Linked DNA regions of Gossypium arboreum: region 1 is linked to region 2. Evidence: chromatin contacts called from public Hi-C data. All regions are on one chromosome and are shown on one strand. The core of a region is the stretch at or near the end of the contact, and the rest is flanking DNA. Distances in the headings are between cores, read along the strand shown.

What was found. A called contact is a pair of places that touch in the nucleus more often than the background predicts.
Region 1: a contact with region 2 is called in a Hi-C map of leaf, with 4 times the contacts expected there. The contact joins the promoter of LOC108472097 here to the promoter of LOC108451483 in region 2. A contact is called at or near these places in 2 of 5 Hi-C or Micro-C datasets (both in leaf).

The regions. Positions count from the first base shown.
Region 1 is chr10:47,397,779-47,404,942 of ASM2569848v2, forward strand. LOC108472097 (ER lumen protein-retaining receptor-like) reads right to left here and starts at 3,162. Exons shown (of 6, transcript XM_017773617.2): 1 at 2,800-3,162; 2 at 1,484-1,749; 3 at 1,190-1,305. The coding sequence starts at 2,890.
Region 2 is chr10:47,009,603-47,016,598 of ASM2569848v2, forward strand. It overlaps LOC108451483 (ENHANCER OF AG-4 protein 2-like), which reads right to left and starts at 4,406. Exons shown (of 13, transcript XM_017749176.2): 1 at 3,794-4,406; 2 at 3,150-3,226; 3 at 46-1,881. The coding sequence starts at 3,901.

The DNA.
Region 1 (7,164 bases), core at 1,912-4,411, 390 kb after region 2:
AAAAGGGAAGTAATGATATGGACGCTTTAATTGCAATAGGAGTATTTAGTTTTATTTATTTATTATATCAGGTTTTACTAAGAGTTTTAGTTTTACTATATTAGGTTTTTGTTTCCTTCATAAACTCTAAGTTAGGAATTCTATTTTATGTCAATTAGGACTCTTTCCTTTGTTATTAACAGTCTATAAAAGGCTGCCAATATGAAATAAAGAGGTAAGCAATTATTCTATCAAAAGAAACGTTATTTTGAGAGGGGGTTCAGTCAAGGACGAATCTGCCTTTTGAGTAACCATAGGTCGAAGCAAGAATTCTTTCCCGTCTAGACCTGTGACTAGATCCTACGCCAAGGTGCATACCAAACTGCTAGAAATCTTATAATGGATAATTTGATCTTGTCTAATCTCTTAACTTCTGGTAATAGTGGATATAGAATAAGAGCAACATTCAAGCATGAAACAGATGATACACAAGAACATCAGTTGTACTGGCAAAATATCAAGGTGTAATTAACTATGTTTCAAAACAAAATCTTCTATCTGAAATAAAATCATATCAGCTTTTCCTCAAAAAGAAAATCAGCAGCAATCAAGAGAAAATAAGATGTCAACTCAATTTAGAGACTTTCTCATGCTTTTTTCTCCCCCACCAAACTAAGGATGCTTGGTAAAGTGGAATGAGAATCGGAAATATGAAAAATTCGAGGGGGGATAAAAAATTTATTTTTTCTTTCCATTGGTGTACAAGATATGAAAGATGGAAAAATGAAAAAAAAAATTTCTTTACATCCATTGCATGGTAGAGTTGAAAAATAGGAGGAAAGAAAAGAAAGTTCTATGAAAAATGCATAATCTTGTGAAATGCACACTTAACTTGCACCGTTTTCATTTCCACTCCGCTTATCATTCCAATTTGCAATGATTTGTTTTTATGCATTAGGAATGGCAAATGATCATATTCCTTATTTTCTTTTCTCTTATTTTTTCTTTTTACCAAGCACACTCAAAATTTATTTTTTTTTCCACTCACCTCTTTTCATCCTTCCCCTTTTCCATTCAACTAAGCATATTCTAATACAAAATGAAGCAACACTATATGCAAATGAAAGCACGGAAGTAAGCGTCCTTTGAGGCAATATAATAAAATCATGGCAAACTTGAAAATGTATAGGATTTATAGAGCGGAGTTTACCCAAGGAGCAACACATATTGTCCTGTCAAGTTGTCAATATTTCTAGTCCTTTGCAACAATACAAGCTGAGGAAGTATGGCTACTGCTTCCAAGTATAAGGAAAATGCCCACATGACCTGCTCAACCAATATTTAGAGACAAATACCAATAGATGAAATTATAGTCTGAAAAATAATAGAGCCTGATAATCTCTCAACAAATAATTAGTATAAACACACTGTAATATAGCTTCTAAGTTGACCAGAATAAATTTAGCACACAACCTGATTGTAATATGAAGAAAGATTTCAATACCTCCAAAAAGGTGAACTTCTCATTTATAAGAAGGGCAAGCAATAGGCAAGGCAGCATAAGGAGATAATGGCGAAATGTATCCTGGTCCTTATCATAAGATCTACGAACCATCTTGTGATGTCGCATGTACCATACAATTGAGATAGAACTCCCCAGGAATATTAGCTTCATGATTGTGTTGTAGAGAGAAATATAAGTAGTGAATAAATCCAGGTAACGAGTAGTGAAGACAGTAGCATAAAGTTCCTGAGTCTTCAAGGAAATGCCTGCACAAATATAAGAAATCGCATCAAGGATAAAAGATCCAAAGCCATCAAAATCTAACTTCTTATAGTGACAACCTTGACTTCCAAAGAGTAAATGGCTATAGCCACCCATGAATACTTCTGTCATCCTATCCCATAGTTACATTTAAAAGGAAAGAAGAAAAGAAAAAGAAAACTTCCCCATAAGCCAATCAAGCAAGTCTAAAGTTAGGTAGCATTGACCCCAAATCAACTCCTCATAACAAGAGAAAAAACCAAAAACTACCTCAGCTACAGCTGTAGTTTTAGGCCTTATCATATATGGTTTATCTAGTTTGTCAAGAAATCTGAGGCCAGCAAGAATAAAAACCACAAACCTACAGTATAATTCTACATGATCTAATCTGCCTTTTGATTTCCATAAAATCTCCTAGCCAGAAGAATACTAGTACTGTTTCAAATCCCGACATATTTCTAGCTACAGATAGAAGGAAAACAAGCAAAAATAAGATGCCATCTTAGGAAGTCCAGGTTAACAAACCATGAACCCTCCCAAATCTACCTAATACAAACCCCTTGGACCTCTATCTAAATATTTTCATTAAATCCAACAACTAGCAAAAGATTCCAATGGTGGAGTGACAAATTACTTGTATTCAAGTCTTCAGTTCACGACAGTTTCCAAGTTTGATTTAATTTAAAACAAAAGTACTACATGATCATATATCCTTGCTTCTAAAACTTCAGATACACAATTTATATACATTCAAATGATTAAAAGCCCATTCAGAAAAATACAAGAATTCCTTTCCGACTAACAGGAAAAAAAAATGTCGCATTTTCATTAAGCTACACATCCACGTTTCACAAGATTCCAGTTTGGATATCGAATGCCATGTACAACAACTCAAACAAGACAACTAATTAACAGAACCCCACATTCAATATAACCTTGAAATTCCATTTTTGTAATCTTAAAGCGGTAAATTATTCAAAAATACAAAATGAAATGCAGTGAAATGTAATGAACCCAGAAGAACATTGAAGTAAATATTTGAAAACTGGACGTACCAGCACAAGATTTGATGGTATGAATCTTGAGGAGCAAAACAAGAACACTAAATAAGTGGGTCATGTCCCCTGCTAATCTGAATATGTTCATTTTTCTCTTTTCTTTCTTCTCTAAGTTTCTTAAATTCAAAAAAAATTGAAAAAGAATGTAGGATAATGGTTTTTGTTTTTTTTTTTTTTCTTCTGTCAGGGTAAGGTTCTTTCTGAGACGAAAATTTTAGTAGATCTGCGATAGAAACATCTAATTTCTTAAGTTTTGTTTGTTTTCAGGGAATAATTTATTGCTTTGGCTTCCGAGAACACGGGAGAGAAAAATATGAGTTCATCACACCAAACAAATTTTGAATTGGTTACTAAACTTTAAAACCTTTTTAATACATCTCTAAATTATATATATTATATCAATCAGATACTTTAATTATTAAAACTGTTATTTTAACCATTAAATAACATGTAAATTTTTCATATGACATAAGATTATATCACAAAAGATCTTACAAAATTAACAATTTCAATAACGAAAGAACTCGATTGATAGATAGTTTAAAGATGTATTTAGAATGTTCTAAAGTTTGGAGATCAATTTTGAAAGAAAGTCAGAGTTTGAGGATTTCGGTGCAATTAACTCAAAAAATAAACATTTGGTAAAACGAAACATATCTACTAGATGGGCTGGGTTTCATTTTCAGTTTGTATGTGTAAGGAAATTCCAGGATAGTTCCTAGATTTGAAGCTTTTGGGCCTCCACACACTCAAAATGACTTGGATTTACTTGTAGAGACTCAAGGGTGATGCTCTAATCTGCTTAAACAGTTTCATGTTTTAGTAAAACTCAATTTCCAGCTAAATTTGAACTTTTTTTTTAGGAACAATTTCATTATAACTTCTATCCACACCTATTTTATAATTACCCATAATATCTTTTCAACTTATAAATAAGAAGATAATGCTTAAAAATGAAATGGAATTATTGATAAAAAATATTAGGGTAAATTGTCAAAATAGTCACTTTTATTTATCTTAGGTTACGTTTTAGTAACTTATTTTTGAAATGTTACGATTTAGTCACCTACATTATTGTGTTGTAACATTTTAGTCACTAAGCATTAATTGTCATTAACGGTGTAACAAAAATCTGACGTGGCATGTTAAATAATCATTTCAAACGAAAATTTTAGGTTAAATTATACAATTGGTCCCTATATTTTTTTTTCATTTTGAGTAATTTAATTTCTTCTTTTATGTTCTTTGAATTTTTTTCTTTATTTTTTTCATTCTCTTCTCATTCTTCTTCTGTTTTTCTCCATTTTTATTTCTTTTAACGTAATTTTTTATCTCTGTTTTTCTCCATTTTTATTTCTTTTAACGTAATTTTTTATCCCTTCTTCATTTCTTTCAACGTAATTTTTCTATATTTTTCATTTGTTAAAACTACTCTCTATATTTTTATTTTTTGAACAATTTAATTTTTTCTTTTTAGTTCTTTATTTTCCTTTTCTTCTTCCCTTTATTTTTCTCTCTTCTCATATTCTTTACTACTGAAACATAATCTTTACCCACCAAATAAATCAAGTCCTTATTTCTTTCACATGATTCCTAAATTGAACTTTATTAAAATTGATTATCAATCATTCTTAATCAAATCTTGATTTGAATATAACCCAATATTGAAACTAAAATTGGATCTAACTAATCAATATAAAAACAATATCCTTAATCAAATCTAAACATAAATTGAATTTTTATATTCAAAATAATTTTTTTTCTGTTTCCAAATTTTTACAGATTTGTGTAAATTATTCATTTTCTTTTCTGACGAATAAAATTAAGCATACGATAAAATTGATCAAAACCTTCTTGGATATTCCCAAGCAAGCTTGATTAGAAGTTGAGCATGGATGAACTGAAGAGAGAAATGGAGCATGGAACCAAACTGATTTGGGTAAAGTTGAGGGTAAGTTTTGTATAATGGTCGTTTTAGTCATTAAGAGTGTAGAGCTCATTTGAAGAATCCGTGAAACAATGTAGTTTTAAGAGGACGAGAATGTAGTAGGTACAATAGATAAGGTGGAAGTGGGGGTTGGTTAGGAGGTTAAGGGAACGGGCTTAAGAAACTTTGTTGAGGGTGGACTACCATAAGTCACGACTGGTGAGGTATTTGAGTGAGGCGAGCTTGTGGACTAGGTCATTAAGAGATCCAAATTGATTTGTTAAAGCGATGATGGACGATGAAGGTTTGTAATTCTGGGGTGAAAATATGCGAAGCAAATTTTATTTTAGTTTCAGCTTTCGCCTTTTCTTTTTCATAAACACAAAAAAGTTTAAACAAATGGAAAACATAGAAAAACTAAGTTGAAAGAGATGGAGAATGAAGAAAAATAGAGGGAGAAACAGAAGAGAATGAAAAATAAAGAAAAAAAGGAAAGTCAAAAGAACATAAAAGAAAAAAATTAAATTGCTCAAAAAGGAAAAAATACGAGGACCAATTGTATAATTTAATACGAAGACCAATTGTATAATTTAACTTAAAATTTTTGTTTGAAATGATGATTTAACGTGCCACATTAGCTTACTATTACATCGTTAACGGCAATTAACGGCTCAGTGACTAAAATGTTACATTACGTTAACGCAACTGACTAAAACATAGCATTTCAAACATAAATGACTAAATTGTAACTTGAGGTAAACAAAAGTGACTATTTTGGTAATTTACCCAAAACATTAACACTTGCTAGAAGTTGCTAGATCTCTCAATTTTCACTTTAATGTTCCTATTAAATTTTAGAGTGTGTTTCTATTGCTTGTTATATCATTAATAGATTACCTACCTCTATTTTGGCTTGAAAAGCTCATTTTGAACTATTATATAATAAACCACCATTTTTTTTTCTCATTTCAAGACCTTTGGGTCTTTGTTATGCCAATACTCCACATTATCGAGATAAATTTTCTCCTAAAGCCTTTTCTTCAGTATTCATGGGTTACTCTAATGTGCAAAAATGTGATATTCTATTTAACCTTAACAAAAACTTTCTTTTTAAATAGAGATGTGGTTTTTCATGAAACTATTTTTTCATTTAAGCTTCCTACTTCTTCTCTTTTTACTCCACTTGATACTAATTTTTTACCTATCACTTCACCTTGTGCTTCAACAAGTCCTCATTTCTTCGAGTGTTCCTGTAACAGCCCGTTTTCAGTGAAATCAGAATAGTGATTTTGAGACCACAAATCTAACGAGTAAATTATTATTTTTTTATTATTTTAATATTTACGGGATTATATTAAGGTTTTGGTAAAATTTTGTTAAAAAAAATTTGATGTTTGCATTATTAATTAAGTGAAAAAGACTGAATCGTAAAAAGTGTAAAAGTGGAGTTCTATTAGCTAGAAGGGTCAAATGGCTATGAAACTTTAAATTGAATGGACTTAAATAGTAATTAGACCACTTTTATGGTTTGGAGATGTTTATGGCATGGTTTTGAAGAAATTAATAAAGTTTTTAAAGGTTAAAAAGGTAATTAAGTAATTAAAACCTAAAACAAAAGAAAGAAAAAATAAGCATCACCTTCATTTCTTCTTCCTCAACCGAATTTCACCATTAAAGATAGGGCTAGGTTTGGCCAAGCTTCCTTTAGTGCATGTAAGTGTTTTCAAGCCCTATTTTTAATGATTTCTATGTTTTTAAGGTCGTTGTAGTTTAATCTAGCTAGCTCGAGGGTGAATTTATAAAACTGTTAAAGATTGAGGGTTATGCCATAAATTTTTTTGAATGATTCTTGATGTTTACCAGATTATGAATCATTATTGATAAATAAACAAGTTTTGTAAAGTGATTTTTTATGAAATTTGCATTTAGGGATTTGTTTGTAAAAATAGTAAAAGTTCATGAAAAATTAATGAAATGATCATTTCTTTGCGTTGGATTAAGTCCCTAATAAATTTGGTTAGCTTGAAAGGGGGATTAAAATGATTAGATTTCAAATTATGAGCTTAAGAACTAAATTGTGAAAAGTTCAAATGTAAAGGCAAAATAGTAATTTTGTATAAATATGAAATATGGACAAAATTGAATATTAGGAGTATTAAATGGGTTGAAATTGTCTATTTAGATCACAATAGACCACGTACAAACCTAGTTCGAGGCAAAGCAAAAGCTTCGGAATAGCTTGATTTAACCTTCACGCCCCTAGTTGTCGAGGTAAGTTCGTATGAAATGTTGTTATATTCATGTTATTTAAATATATGTTATTATGTATTTATAATGTAATTGAATGATATATATCCAAATCAATACTATGACGATTATCGAGTCCCAGTTGAACCTTAGAAATTCGTAAGATACAAATGACACGTCATTAGGGA
Region 2 (6,996 bases), core at 3,156-5,655:
AATTGCTTTCAGAGTAGATTTCAGTCTTTATATAGAAGAAACTACCTTTGACTTAAAAACTGATTCTGAGAAGACTTCAAAGCATCAGAAACCACAACTGACCCCTTAACAGAGCCAGATAGAGCCTTTTTCCGTGTTCCGTTACTGGAAACCTTAACAGTAGCTTTAGTAGTTTTATGTTGTTCAACTTGTTTGATAGCAGAAACCAGAGGAGGAGACTTCCTTGGGGAAATCAAGACTGGTTTAGCCTCCTTCACAGCCAACTCCTCCGCTTCTGATCTTTCAGGAGTGATGGAGGCATGAGCAGAAGGCTTCCTTTCGGCAGTTTGCGGTTGAAGAGGTGAGCCAGAATCATTTTCTAATTGTGAAAAAGCCACCTCGGGACCACCATTCTCATTATGGGAAGAATTTCCAACACTATATTGAGCATTGACAGTAGTCACATGATTTACGTCAATGCTCTGTGAAGGACCAGAGCCAACAGGAGTTACCTTAACATTCCGAGCAAATCCTTCATGAACTGGAGTTTCAGGATCTTCATCATCATCAACAAATAGGCAAACAGCTCTCCGCCTCTTTGGCAATGGGGTAGCTGAAGTTTTCACATTGGAGCTTGGAGCATCACTCTTCAATTCAACAGGGTTTGATCCAATTTTATCATTAGAATTAAGAGCGGCAGAATCAGACATAGCCTCTAAAGCCTGCTGACGATGCTTCGATAAGGGCAGCACAGCTTCATCACCAGAAACATCAGAACTAGTCACCGTTGGGGCTCTCGATGAAATAACATGAGATGTGGATTTTTTCAACTTCAATTTTTTAACTTCTTTGTCCCTGACATTAGAAATTGAAGAACTACTCTTCATTTTTTTGCCAAGAGATCCCTTGGAGGCATCATTTTTCATATCTACAAACTTTGACTTTTTGGCCGGACGTAAACTTTCAACTCTTCCTAATTTAGCTTTTCCAAGTCCCGGTTCACACCTTTTTTTCTTACCAGTGGTCTCAGCTTTGGAATTGGCTACAGTGTTCTGTACATCATCAGAGGCCTTGAATTTGCTTTTGGTTTTCGGCAACTCCTTTGCTTTTTTACCACCACTGTAATTAGAATCTGCTTTGAGAGTATCTTGTGAGAATTTTCGTGTACCAATGCCAGAGACTTTGCCTTTTCCTCTATCTTTCAATCGCTCCTCAGACTCAGACCAATCAAGACAACCTTCAGATTTATCATCCCTCAGAACTTTTACAGCTGAGCTGCTGCCTTTCTGTCCTTCCTCAGTTCTTTTCTTTGGCCCAGGAGCCATATTCTTTGATTTCTGATCTTCTCTTAATGTTTTCTTAGTAGAATTGGCATTAGCAATTTTATCATCAGAGAATTCTTCTGTTATCAGAGAGGGCTTATCTAAAGATGATGCAGATGACACCTCCTTTTTAGGTTGTTCACCATTAGATATTTTATGTTTTCCCTCAGCAGACATAACTGGGTATGAGCTATCATCCGCATGAACCGAAACTGATGTCTTTATATCTTCATTATTATTCTCACCTCTGCACGAACAGCACCCCACACTCGAATCAAAATCAGTTTTTCCATCGCTACTGGCTTCTTCACCAGTTACAACTGCAGCTGTTTCGTCCTTTAAGTTGGCCTCTACACCATCAACCTCAACCCCATCAACAGTTGAAGCCTCACATCCAGGTTTCGATCCATCAGTTTCATTTCCCAAACCTCGGCATTTTTCTTCCTGTAATTCATCATATGCCACACAGATTTCCTTCACTGCTTGGACAAAGTACTTAGTTTTAATATGACACTTGGAAGACAATTTATTCTTCGTCTCACTAGTAAATGCCTGAATATCTGCAGGGGGAACAAAAGCTCTACAAAAGAAGAAGAGTTGGGGAAGCAGAGTAAGCAAATAGAACCCAAGTGAATTGAAAAGATTAGTGTAAGAAACAATAATGATGCATGCATCCCTTGGCTGGAAAACAATAGCATTACTCCTTTCTACATCCCAAATGCAGTATGAAAATCCCAATTACATAAACATTAGCTTTAAGAGCCAACTTTTTTTTTTTAAGATATTTAAATTTATCAACTTGCTCACGTGTGCATGAACACAATACACAGAAGAGATCTAGAAAAGAGAATATCAAGTATTACAAAATAAACAAAAGACAGAAAGAACAGATTGTGGTCTTTGATAAAAGAAACCTCTAATCCTAACTGACCCACATATGCCATACCAAAATTCCTAACCACAACAAACATCCGAAAAAGCCCCATCAACTAACATCAGCAGCTTAGCTAACAACCAATATTAAAATGAGACATCTTACACAATGCCAAAAGAAAGAACTCAAATATATATAATAATAAAAGGTACGAACAAGAAGATTAAAGGTAACATGAAATGCACATGCTACTTCAGGAACCTGTACAAGAAGAAAACAATTGCACCATTTGTAATGACATTAATGTTTAGTTTTCTGCATCCTAGAATGACAAGCTTGGTTATCTAAAGGACATCTCAACAATTCTCAAATTATCATATGAAGACACTATAAGATATAAAATTTGCAAGATAATCAGCATGACTTATCATTTCTGCCCAAAATATTCCCCCAAAGATTAGAAAGAGGAGTTTACATAATTCAATCTAAAATTAAATGACAGAGATGTCCACGGTACTGAAAAAGACCAAGCATAGAGCATTTCATATTAGAAAATTTCTCCTGTTGTTATTAGAACATGCATCCTATAATCTCAAACAAAAAAGCTGCATGGAAAGAAAAAGAATCAAAGAATACAGACAGCATAGCAGATAGAAAAAATGAATTCACTCTCATTGCATCCTATAGTAAGCACTGACAAGAAACAAAATAGTTCAATTAGCAATGTAAAGACTACATAAAAGTTTGTCTGCTTGTATCATCATATGTAACATGTTATTTGGTAAATAACAATTTAATAGCTCTAGGATTTACATAGTAACATTTTTCATGTTCCATCTTATGATAAAATGTGCATTCCCTCCAACCAGAAAGTAGAAGCAAAACCAAAAACAGACACATCACCTATCTATATTCATCATGTTGCCATCTCCCTGATTCACCAAACATTTACAAACTGGATGTGCAATACTTACATTTCTTGTGTTCCAAAGAATTGGACAAAATATTTCTTAGGGTCAGGTTCTTGCTTCCAATCTTCAGGCCGGCTAATCTGAAATTCAGAACCCACAGCATCTACCTCAAAACCAATTGTAAGTAACAAATAATAAAACATAAAACATAAAACATAAATCAATATCCCTGACTAAATTTCTGATGCACTTGCTACGTTCAAATCAATTTAGCACAAAACCACAAAAAACACATATTTGCCCTATTTTTTCAGTCCCAAAAATAAAAAACTTGCATATTTGCATCAAGTAACTCAATTCAGAAACAGGCCAAGTCCCAAATCCGAAACACTAAAAAGAACAATCAACTAACATAAGTATTGGAAAACATTAAATTCCAAAGTTTGGCCTTACATAAAGTAAAACAACATTTACTAAAAAGAAACCAATTGAGTATAAAAACCAGCAAATATACTGCGAAGTAAGGCAATGTAGGTATAAAATAAATTTACCAACGTCATGCGAAAAAAAACCTCATCATCGACTTATTCAAATTTCGTAAGTTCGCATTAAGTATTTAAGAAATTAAATAAAAAAATCATCTAGATTGAAAATAGCATAACTGAGGATAAAGAAGTAATATCGAAGGAAGAGAATAAGAAAGAGACCTGGGCAGGCCAGGCAGGAAAACCCTTGATTTTTGCAAGAACAAGATCGCCTAAGCTTAAATTCTTAATTTTTGCTTTCTTCCCTCCCTTTTTACGATTGCCAGCCATCAAGACTAAACCCCTAATAGATCCTTCGACGCCGTCGTTTTCGTCGTCCTTGTTATTCCTTTTTGCGTAATCAAATCCAATCCAAACAAACCAAAACCTAGAGAAAGGAGAGAGATTTGGAAGCTTGGTGCCACAGATATCGCCGGCGGCGGCGACGCGCCCTGGGAAGTTCCGGCGAGGGAAGGTGGCTAGGGCATCGAGAGAAATGAAAAAAAAAAAGCAAAGAAAATTTTATTTTTTGCGGAAAAAAGAATAAAGAGAATACGGAGACCGTGGCGGAAACAAGCGAAAGAGAGAGGAGACGATTCGGATTTGGGAGTCAAAAAAATTTTGTTTTTCGTTTTGGTGTTGTCGGCGTTTAAATGCATCCTTTCCAATGTAGATTTTTATTGTGTGTTTCCATTTTTTAAAATTTAAGAAATTAAAATCATCATTAATCCCTACAATAAACAATCGATTTAGAGGTCTATCAATCGGTTATATCAATTTGATTTAGATTCGATTAAATAAATATTATAAATTCATAAAAATTAAAAATTCTTTTCAACGATTCAACCGCTATTTTATCTAATTCAATTGGTTTGTATTAATTTTAAATTTAATGCTTTTTTTTATTGATATTCTAATCGATTCTCAATTTTATCAATTATTTTGATCCGGTTCTAATAATTTTGGAATAAAGTAGTCCATACATATGCTGAAATTATTGTTTTCAATTGGTATTGCCATTGTTATTTATCAAAAAATTTACCCTAGAAAATTTTAAATTTTCGGTTCAACGCCTTGGTTCATTTAGTTTTTTTGTTTAGTTCTACTAGTTTGTACTAATTCTCAATTTAATGTCCTCTTCCAAATCGATATTCTAACTGATTCTTGATTCAACCGGTCTCATCGACTAATCGATTTGTTTCAAACAATCTTGGAATAAAGTAGTACGTACTTATCAACAATTTTACGCTAAAAATTATTTTAATTTTGGTGAAAAGAATCAATTAAAATTTTCCAATAATATGCACTAAATTAAGTTTTAAAATTTTCAAATTACATTAATTAAGTCATTTAATCAATATTTTTAGTTTTTAATCATTGCATTGCTGACATGGCCATTAACGATTTCAGAGTCAATCGTTTCATTGCTAACATGATGATCTACGTCGATAAAAAATATAAATTTATTTAAAAGATTAGATTTTGAAATTTAATTTTTACATACATTTAAAAATCATTATAAAAATTATAAAAATAAAAATAAAAATATTATAGAAAAATCTGCTGGAACGAATAAGATTCAACAATAATCTATTTAGATTTATTCCCGTCAATATTTTTAGATTATAAAAGTTTTTAAATTATAAAAAAATTAAATTATTCATTCATACAGGTTATTTGATTATGCTTTTATATTGCTAAAGCATATAAAATGGCTAAATTAGATGTAACTTTTTTTAAATTAGAAAAATAGGTTGATTTTGGAAAGAGTGTCTGAAAGAGTGTCCAATTGGGTGCACTTTCACAAACACTTTCCTCGATTTTTTTTTTTTAATTTTGATAAGGTTGGAGTTTTTTTAATTTTTTTAAGGTTAGGATTTTAGGGGTGAAACCGTAAAAGTTTATATGTAGAATTGAGGGGTTGGAGATGCAATAACGCTCCTCAGAACACATACATTTCATATGTCATGCTGGGATAGGATTATTACCTCAGAAACACATCCTATGAAAGTTTGGTTTTTGAGTGACAGTGCTTGATATGGTCGTAGGTCGAAGTCTAAATGGAGGTCCCTGTCAGCAACCATGATGCGGTCACGAGTTTGAGTATAATCAGGGGCCAGTTGATGGTCATTATGCAGTCACGAGTTCAAGCTTTTTGGATACCCGCAAATGATGCATTGTATATACTATACATAATATTGGGGCCATAGTCATAGGGAAAACGGAGGGCTTTCTAGTGTAATCAACATAATTGTTCTCTATTTCCAATTAGTCAGTATCTTTAACATTTTATTCTCATCCGAAGGCTGAAACTGAGGTGGACACAAGAGGGCTCTCAGGCTGAGAGCAGATGTTTTAGTGGAAATAGAGGTTAAACTCGGATCGACACGGCAACGATTGTAGTTATTAATGAGTTATTTAATAATGGCAACCGTTGTCGCCCCAAAAAGAGCATTACCTTTACTCTATCGAAATAATCACTCCCCGCATGAGAGTCCTCCTATGCCCACAGTGGTGTTGGCCTTCGGATAAGAAGTAAGGTTAAAGATATTGATTACGTGGAAATAGAGGAACAAACTACGCCAATTATAACGTGAAGCACCACAGTTTTTTCCTATGATTATGCCCTCAAACTTTTGTATGGTATTTATAAGGCAACATCTCCGGGTATCCAAAAAGTTTGAGCTTGTGCCCTCCCCCATTAAACTCTGATCACGACCTCATAACAACCGTCGACCGAGACCTCTACGCAGACTTCCACCCGTGACCGAATAAAGCAAAATCACCTTGGAACTCGACTTCCACATGATAGGTTTAAGAGGTAAAGGTTCCATCCCGACAAGATATATGAAATGTGTGTCTTGGAGAGATATCACATCACCGACGACTCAAGAATACCTTAAACCGACAATTTTATTAGTGATGGAAATTTTCAACACTGAAGCAGGAAAGAAAAGAGAGAGAGAGAAATATTGTAAAGTGAAGGGATAAAGGTTGGGAGAGATGATGTTTTAAGGATGATGGAGTGGAGGGGGAGCCCCTTTTTATAGTCGTAAAAGAAGGGTGAGATTGTAAAGGAAAAAATCTCCATGATCGAAAACGCGTGGTAATACCAACGTTTTCATTGAATATCTTCAGAACGTGCTTCAAATATGCAAAAAAGCTCTCTCGGTCAAGGTACTTTTTTCAGACTTTATGAAAATATTAGTGAAAACTCGTATTAGTGGAAAGTGCATCCAGCTAGATGCGCTTTCTTGCCAAATCAGTAGGTAAACTCAATTGGAAAATGCATCTATATTATAGTAATCATGTATCTGTTTACTATGTATTTAAATGATGAATAAATAAATTTCACATTTCACTGTTATGTCTTTTGTATTTCTGTC